Linked DNA regions of Zea mays: region 2 is linked to region 1. Evidence: chromatin contacts called from public Hi-C data. All regions are on one chromosome and are shown on one strand. The core of a region is the stretch at or near the end of the contact, and the rest is flanking DNA. Distances in the headings are between cores, read along the strand shown. Region 1 has its middle 14 kb from the start of LOC103632803. Region 2 holds the start of LOC100279446 (Sec14p-like phosphatidylinositol transfer family protein).

Region 1 (2,989 bases), core at 120-2,619:
GTGTACGTGCTGTGCCTGTGCGCGTCACTGGTGGACTATAGTAGTGTTTGAATTCGGATGAGCCTGCATGAAAAAGGTGCAAGTAAACAGGTGTCGATCCAACGGCCAGGGCGACCAACCATGCATTATGCATGTTTGGTGCCGGTCGTCGGCGCTCATCGCTTGCACCGTGGACTTTCACGCACGTACGTACGACGAGCACTTGTAGGTAGGTACCTGCAGACAGCACATGCTGTTTTTTTTTGTTTCAAAATTTTGAATCTGACCTACTACTACGTACTAGCGGCTAGTCCCAGCAGAGATACTACTGCGGTGCTTGCTCCTCCTGCACATGGTGAGGTTGGCCGCGCTTGGCGGCTCTCAACTCTCATCATAGTGAACTCGACCCTGCCGGCGGTTGAGGACCAATGGACGCCTCTGCATGCATGCATGGGAGCGCGCTATAGCCGGGGCGAGAAGGAACAACGAACAAGACAAGCAAGGGCCAGAGGTGTTCCACGCGCGCTAGCTACTACTACGTGTACGCACACTTGGGCGTCGTGCAGCTGGTCGTGTCGTCATGACTTTGGGCTTTGTGGAGGGGAGCTGCACTACTGCAGGTTCCCACGCCCACCCACACGCATATGGGGCCGAGAGAGGGCGAGATGCCGCCATTTTTGGCAATCGTAAAAAAGAGCAGAGCCCAGGCATAATTGTCAATGATGCCCGAATCCTTGCATGCCCCGGCCCGCATGTATGTTGGAGTTGGAGCACGTACGTCCACGCAGCGATTCAAACACGGTTGACCCCGCGTTAGAATCCACAAGTATATAAATACTCGAACTTTTGGGACGACTTTGTCTAGTGCTTACATTACACTGCGCATCTTTGATGCTTGATGACAGCGGTTAAGCAGATATATTATACGGTTACAGTACGCAGCAGCAGGCAGGCTAGCTACTTAGCTTTGCATTATGACAAGCTAAGTCGAGAACTTGGCTACACCCTATTAGTCGACGCTCCCATGGAATAGTAGGCAGGGCTGCTGGTGAGGGGAGGTACGTAGTAGGGGGTGCGGACATGTGGGCCCCCACGCCCGACATTCCGCGGTGGTCCGCCCCGGTAAATTATACTAATGCTGTGCGGTGCCCCAGTGGTCCTCGTGAAAAAAGATAGAGAGAGCAAGGGCGCTAGCTGCAACTGCACTACTGCAGCCTGCATGCGATGCAGGAACCTAATTCAGTTTCATGGTTTTTGTTTCGCTGCTAGCTGCTGCAAGAGCAAGAGCAAGTGCAAGTGCGAGTGCGAGCTGCATGCGGTATTGCGACCCGTGTGGGGGACCTTGCATTGGTCTGGATCTGACTCGATCTGATCGCCTCCCCATGGACCATGGACTACGTTTGGTAGGACTGCCCGCAGCTAGCACCAGCAGCTCAACCTATCGTGTGTATACTACCGAGTACCGAGTGAGTGTGACCCTCGAAACAGTGTTCTCGTGCAGTAATCCTACTCACAGGGTTGGAACATTCCTAGCTACTCACAGGCTATTGCGACGACTGCGGGATGTCCAGCGCGTCTCGATGCGCGTGTGACGAGGACCCCGTCGTTTTTTTTTCTCCATAGCAACTGCTATGGGTAGTTGGTTCTGGATAGTTTTCGCTTTCTATTATTCACTCAAGGGATTACCGAACTTCTTTTAAGGCAGGCCACGCAGCGATTCAAATAATGTTGACCCCCCGGCAGAATCCACAACTACCGCAAAACAAGTCTCGGTCGAGTGTTTTTCTTTTCAGCATTCGAAAAAAACGGCCGAGCGATTTTTTCGAAAACTCGACGAAGAGTTTTTTTTTGCTGAATGTTTTTTTATACTTGGCAAGCTTCTTTGCCAAACGTTTTATTTTTTACATTTGGTAAAGAAATTCTTTACCAAGTATTTTCTTTTTACACTAGGTGAAGACAATTTTCAAATCATATTTTGAAGCAGTACATTACTTTAAATGAAAAATGTTTTAACTACAAAGATGTACTATAGCTCATCAAGATGTAAATTTTTATTTTAGTCATTTCTTCATATGATAAAGTATAAATAAATTTATTCACAAGCACTTACATACCCCTCTTGTAGTTTATGAAACTACAAGAGAGATCGATGTATAAGGTTTGTGAATAATGTTAGAACCACCATGTTGGATGAGTAAATGATCAAACAAACAAAATAAACTTTGTAGATCTTGAGAAGTTATAGAGTCTTGTAGTATGGAACTTTTTGATTTGAAGTTATCTTGTCAAAGAAAACTATGTTTGCATTTTTAAAATTTGAAATTTCCAAACAACCTCGGATGGAAAAACCACCAAAATGAAAGTTGTAGGTCTTGAAACGTTATGAAACTCTATAGTCGACAACTTTTTTGATTTGAAATCATTTGATCATGCAAAACTATATTCGAATTCAAAATTTGAATTTTTCAAACGACCTCTGAACAAAAAACCACCAAAATGAAAGTTGTAGGTCTTGAAAAGTTATGAAACTCTATAGTCGACAACGTTTGAATTTGAAATCATTTGATCATGCAAAACTATATTTGAATTCAAAACTTGATTTTTTTCAAACGGCCACGGAACAAAACACCACCAAAATGAAAGTTGTAGGTCTTGAAAAGTTGTGAAACTCTATAGTCGACAACTTTTTGATTTGAAATCATTTGATCATGCAAAATTATATTTGAATTCAAAACTTGAATTTTTCAAACGGTCTCGGAACAAAACACCACCAAAATGAAAGTTGTAGGTCTTGAAAAATTATGAAACTCTATAGTCATCATGCAAAACTATATTTGAATTCAAAACTTGAATTTTTCAAACGGTCTCGGAACAAAACACCACCAAAACTAAAATTGTAGGTCTCTAAAAGTTATTTAACTTTGTAGTTGACAACCTTTAAATTTAAAATCATGTTATCATATAAAAATATGTTTGAAGTTTTCAAATTTAAAATTCAAATGTTGTAAAC
Region 2 (3,297 bases), core at 302-2,801, 80 kb after region 1:
GGACCCGACACGCTTACTTGGGAGTCCCGGGCCGTATTCGGGGGTCCGGGTTGCGCGTATAGGGGTCCGGTGCTTTCTCACGGAGGTCCGGTCCAACTGACACATCCTGGGATGTATCATCTTTTCCCGCCACATGGTGCTCCTTGAGCCGTCCACGTGGTGGGGTTGGGTGCTGTTCTTCGTGCGGCTAGAGATCACCGTACAGGCACCGTGTCTTCATACTGTAGTAAGGGGTACCCCTGATTCAGGGTACCGACACTCATGTTTTTGTAGTTTTGCCCAAAGTTGCACTTTTGAACTTCATTTCTACTCATTTGGACTTGTTTTCTTCAATTTTCTCTTGCTAGAACATGTGCCCATGCTCATATCAAAGTAGTTAGTCTAATATGGTGTGTTGAGCACTTAATCACCAAAACATGTAGAAATGACCCTATGGCATATTTCCCTTTCATCTAAGACTTCTTAAATCGTAAAGCCTATGGAGCTCTTCATCTTACTCTGCACGTAAGTATCCACGATATTCATATTCTCCACACCGCTAGATTCTGCAGATTATCAAAAAAAGCTCAAAAAAAGTTGAACCAAATAGGCCCATCTGACATCTGAGTGTGAATCTACAATATGTATGATGTGAAAGTGTAATATAAGTTTTATTTTAACGCACAAACACGTTTGCTAGTATGACATTTGTTTGAAAGAAAACAGGAGGGGGTCCAAGCCAATGACCGAGAGCCAAAGAGGAATGTCCGAGTTAAAATGGCTTCTAGAACTAGTTCTATGAAGTAAAAGCAAAAGCTCATGCTTGAAAGAGGACATGCAACTAATCAATCGTTAGGGGGTATTATGAAAGATCCAATTATTCTGCCATCTCCAAATGCTCTAGGTCATGAGAATTAGGATCTCCACTTTTAATTGTCTCTTCAATCTGGTGGTGGACCTTACCGTAACCCGAGAGGACGGGGGGGGGGGGGGGGGGGGGGGTTGCAATAGATCTCTAGTAAGCTTTAGCAAAGTTGCAACCGAAGAAAAGATTAGTCACCATCTCTTCCCGTTGGAGAATGCAGTTTTTGTAAGTATATGTAGGAGGTAGTACATTAATTTTCTTCTGAGAATGCTTTTGGTGTTAAACCGATTCCTCAACAGAATTCAAAATATATATATTTTGTGCTTCGTCTGGCACCTAGAGCTTCATATCCAATTAAAGGGCGGCTGCGTAGGAGTATGGCCAATGAGCTGCATGTAAGTCGTGCTAGATGAGAAACGTGGTGGTGGTGGTGGTGGGGTGTTAGGGGGGGGGGGGGGGGGGGGGTGGGGGGGGGGGGTGGAGGAAGAAAAAGAAAACGGGCAAAAGTGGACGTGGAAACGGTGGATGCATGCGCAAGCTCAAAGCAAACGTCCGTTGCCGTTTGTTCCGTTCCCGTTTGCCGTGTGGTGTTGTTTCTCGGCTGCGACTGCGAGCTCCTGAGTTGAACACGGCACCCCGCCCGCCCGGGCTATAATACCCTCTCTCTCTTCCTCTCGGTCCGTCGCTCCGACACTGCCCCCCTTTCGGCCTTTCCTCTCAGTCCTCTCTCGCCACTCCGCCTCGCCGTCCACACCTCCCTCTCCGTGAAAATTGCTGAGATGGCCATCGACAAGGTGGACGCCAAGGAGAGGGAGAAGATCGAGGCCGTACGCAAGCTGCTGTGCAAGCAGGCGCCGCTCTCCGCGAAGCAGGTGACGCCCGAGAACCCAGCTTTGCTTTTTTGCGTACAATACCCATCGTCTCCGGCTCCGTTCGACCGTTTCCTTTAACTTTGTTGCCTGGTTGGGCGCGCCAATGGCGGGCGAGCAGGCGCAGTACTGCAACGACGCGTGCTTGGAGCGGTTCCTGCGGTCGCGGGGGGACAGCGTCAAGAAGGCGGCGAAGCACCTGAGGACCGTCCTCTCATGGAGGGAGAGCGTCGGAGCTGGTAGGCTCGCTCAGCTTCCATTCGTCTCGCACTCTCGCTCTCGCACCACGTTCGCCGAAAGCTTTCCGTGCTGGACCTTCTACTCCTAGAAATCTGTGGTGGTGGTTGGGCCGTGAACAAAAGGAAGCTAGTGTATCCATTAATGCTTCTCTGCGCTGCGCTGCTCTGCTGCTCTGCTCGAGCGGGAGCCGGAGCCGTGGCCTGTTCTTGCAGCTGTGACTGTGATACACTGATACCTACAGCACAGTGTATATATTTCTACTAGTCAAGCTACTGTGCCTGCCGCGCCGAATTTATTGCGCTGCCGATCTGGTTCATTCCTAGCAGTAGGAGTGTTTTCAAAAGTACAGTCCCCCCCCGGAACAGTACAATCGTTGGTGCTATTATGTTGGAATGATTGTTCGTTCGTGAAGATCGATGTGCTAACGGAGCCGGGGGCCTTTCTTTGTGCTTGTGCCAAGCAGATCACATCATGGCCGACGAGTTCTCCGCCGAGCTCGCCGACGGCGTGGCCTTCGTCTCCGGCCACGACGACGACGGCCGCCCAGTCGTGGTACGCCATTTCGCGCGCGGGACACGAAGATCCTGCCGAATGTATTGAGAGAAACTGTTGACTGAGCTCTGACTGAAACTTGCTTCTGTGTTTGCAGGTGTTTCGAATCAAGCAGGACTACCCCAAGTTCCACTCTCAGAAATCGTAAGAACTAGCACGCGTCCCTGCTTTTCCTCTTCCTCCGTTCCGTTCTTCCGTCTCTCCCTGCCACACACTGTCTTCTTCTTACACTTCCCTTTAGGTTCGTGCGCCTGCTGGTGTTCACGCTGGAGGTGGCCGTGGCGTGCATGTCCCGGTTCGTGGACCAGTTCGTCGTCCTCTTCGACGCAAGTAAGCCGCCGATCCTTGTCACCGTCAGGACCGATACAAAACACAGTGCGTGCGCTACGCTCCATTCTCGTTCTTGGTGGAGCATTTGTCCGCTACTCCTCCAGAAGCGAAAGAAAAAACCAAGGCAGAGAAGCAGCATTCATATTCGTCGGCATGCCTTTTGCTGTTTTGCAAGAGCGGGAGCCAGCCAGGCACACTCTCGGTCAGTGCAGCGGCTGGTCTGGAGGTCAGACGCGCACATGCGGCTGGCTCGGTGAAGCCTCTGCTCTCAGGCCCGGTCAGACAGACACCGAGAGACACACACACACACACCAGCCGCTGCCCTGCGTCGGCACTACGCCTGGTGTCCCCCGCGGCCTCGGGTCCGGTCGGGCCGGCGCTGCCGTGCCCGCTGCTGCTTCCGCGCGTGGCGTGGCGTGGCGTGGTCCCCGGGCCTTGACTGGGCGAGCGCTTTGGGTGTAG

Evidence for each region. Hi-C and Micro-C count contacts between places; a contact is called where the count stands out from the background.
Region 2: a Hi-C map of leaf mesophyll shows a contact between it and region 1, with 3 times the contacts expected there. The contact joins the promoter of LOC100279446 here to the enhancer-like site in region 1. A contact is called at or near these places in 15 of 25 Hi-C or Micro-C datasets (bundle sheath, ear, endosperm and 5 more) and 1 of 3 datasets of contacts at active chromatin or transcription factors (leaf).

What each region holds. Positions count from the first base shown.
Region 1 is chr1:27,078,547-27,081,535 of Zm-B73-REFERENCE-NAM-5.0, forward strand. No RefSeq gene overlaps it. Among protein-coding and RNA genes, the nearest start is that of LOC103632803, 14 kb to the left of the region's middle. Within about 2 kb of position 1,370, at least 14 of the 20 cell types and tissues checked have an H3K27ac peak or open chromatin away from gene starts, as enhancers often do. A contact at or near this core is called in ear, endosperm, leaf mesophyll and 2 more, where this site is marked.
Region 2 is chr1:27,158,496-27,161,792 of Zm-B73-REFERENCE-NAM-5.0, forward strand. It overlaps LOC100279446 (Sec14p-like phosphatidylinositol transfer family protein), which reads left to right and starts at 1,552. Exons shown (of 7, transcript NM_001326538.1): 1 at 1,552-1,716; 2 at 1,835-1,952; 3 at 2,417-2,505; 4 at 2,603-2,649; 5 at 2,747-2,835. The coding sequence starts at 1,624.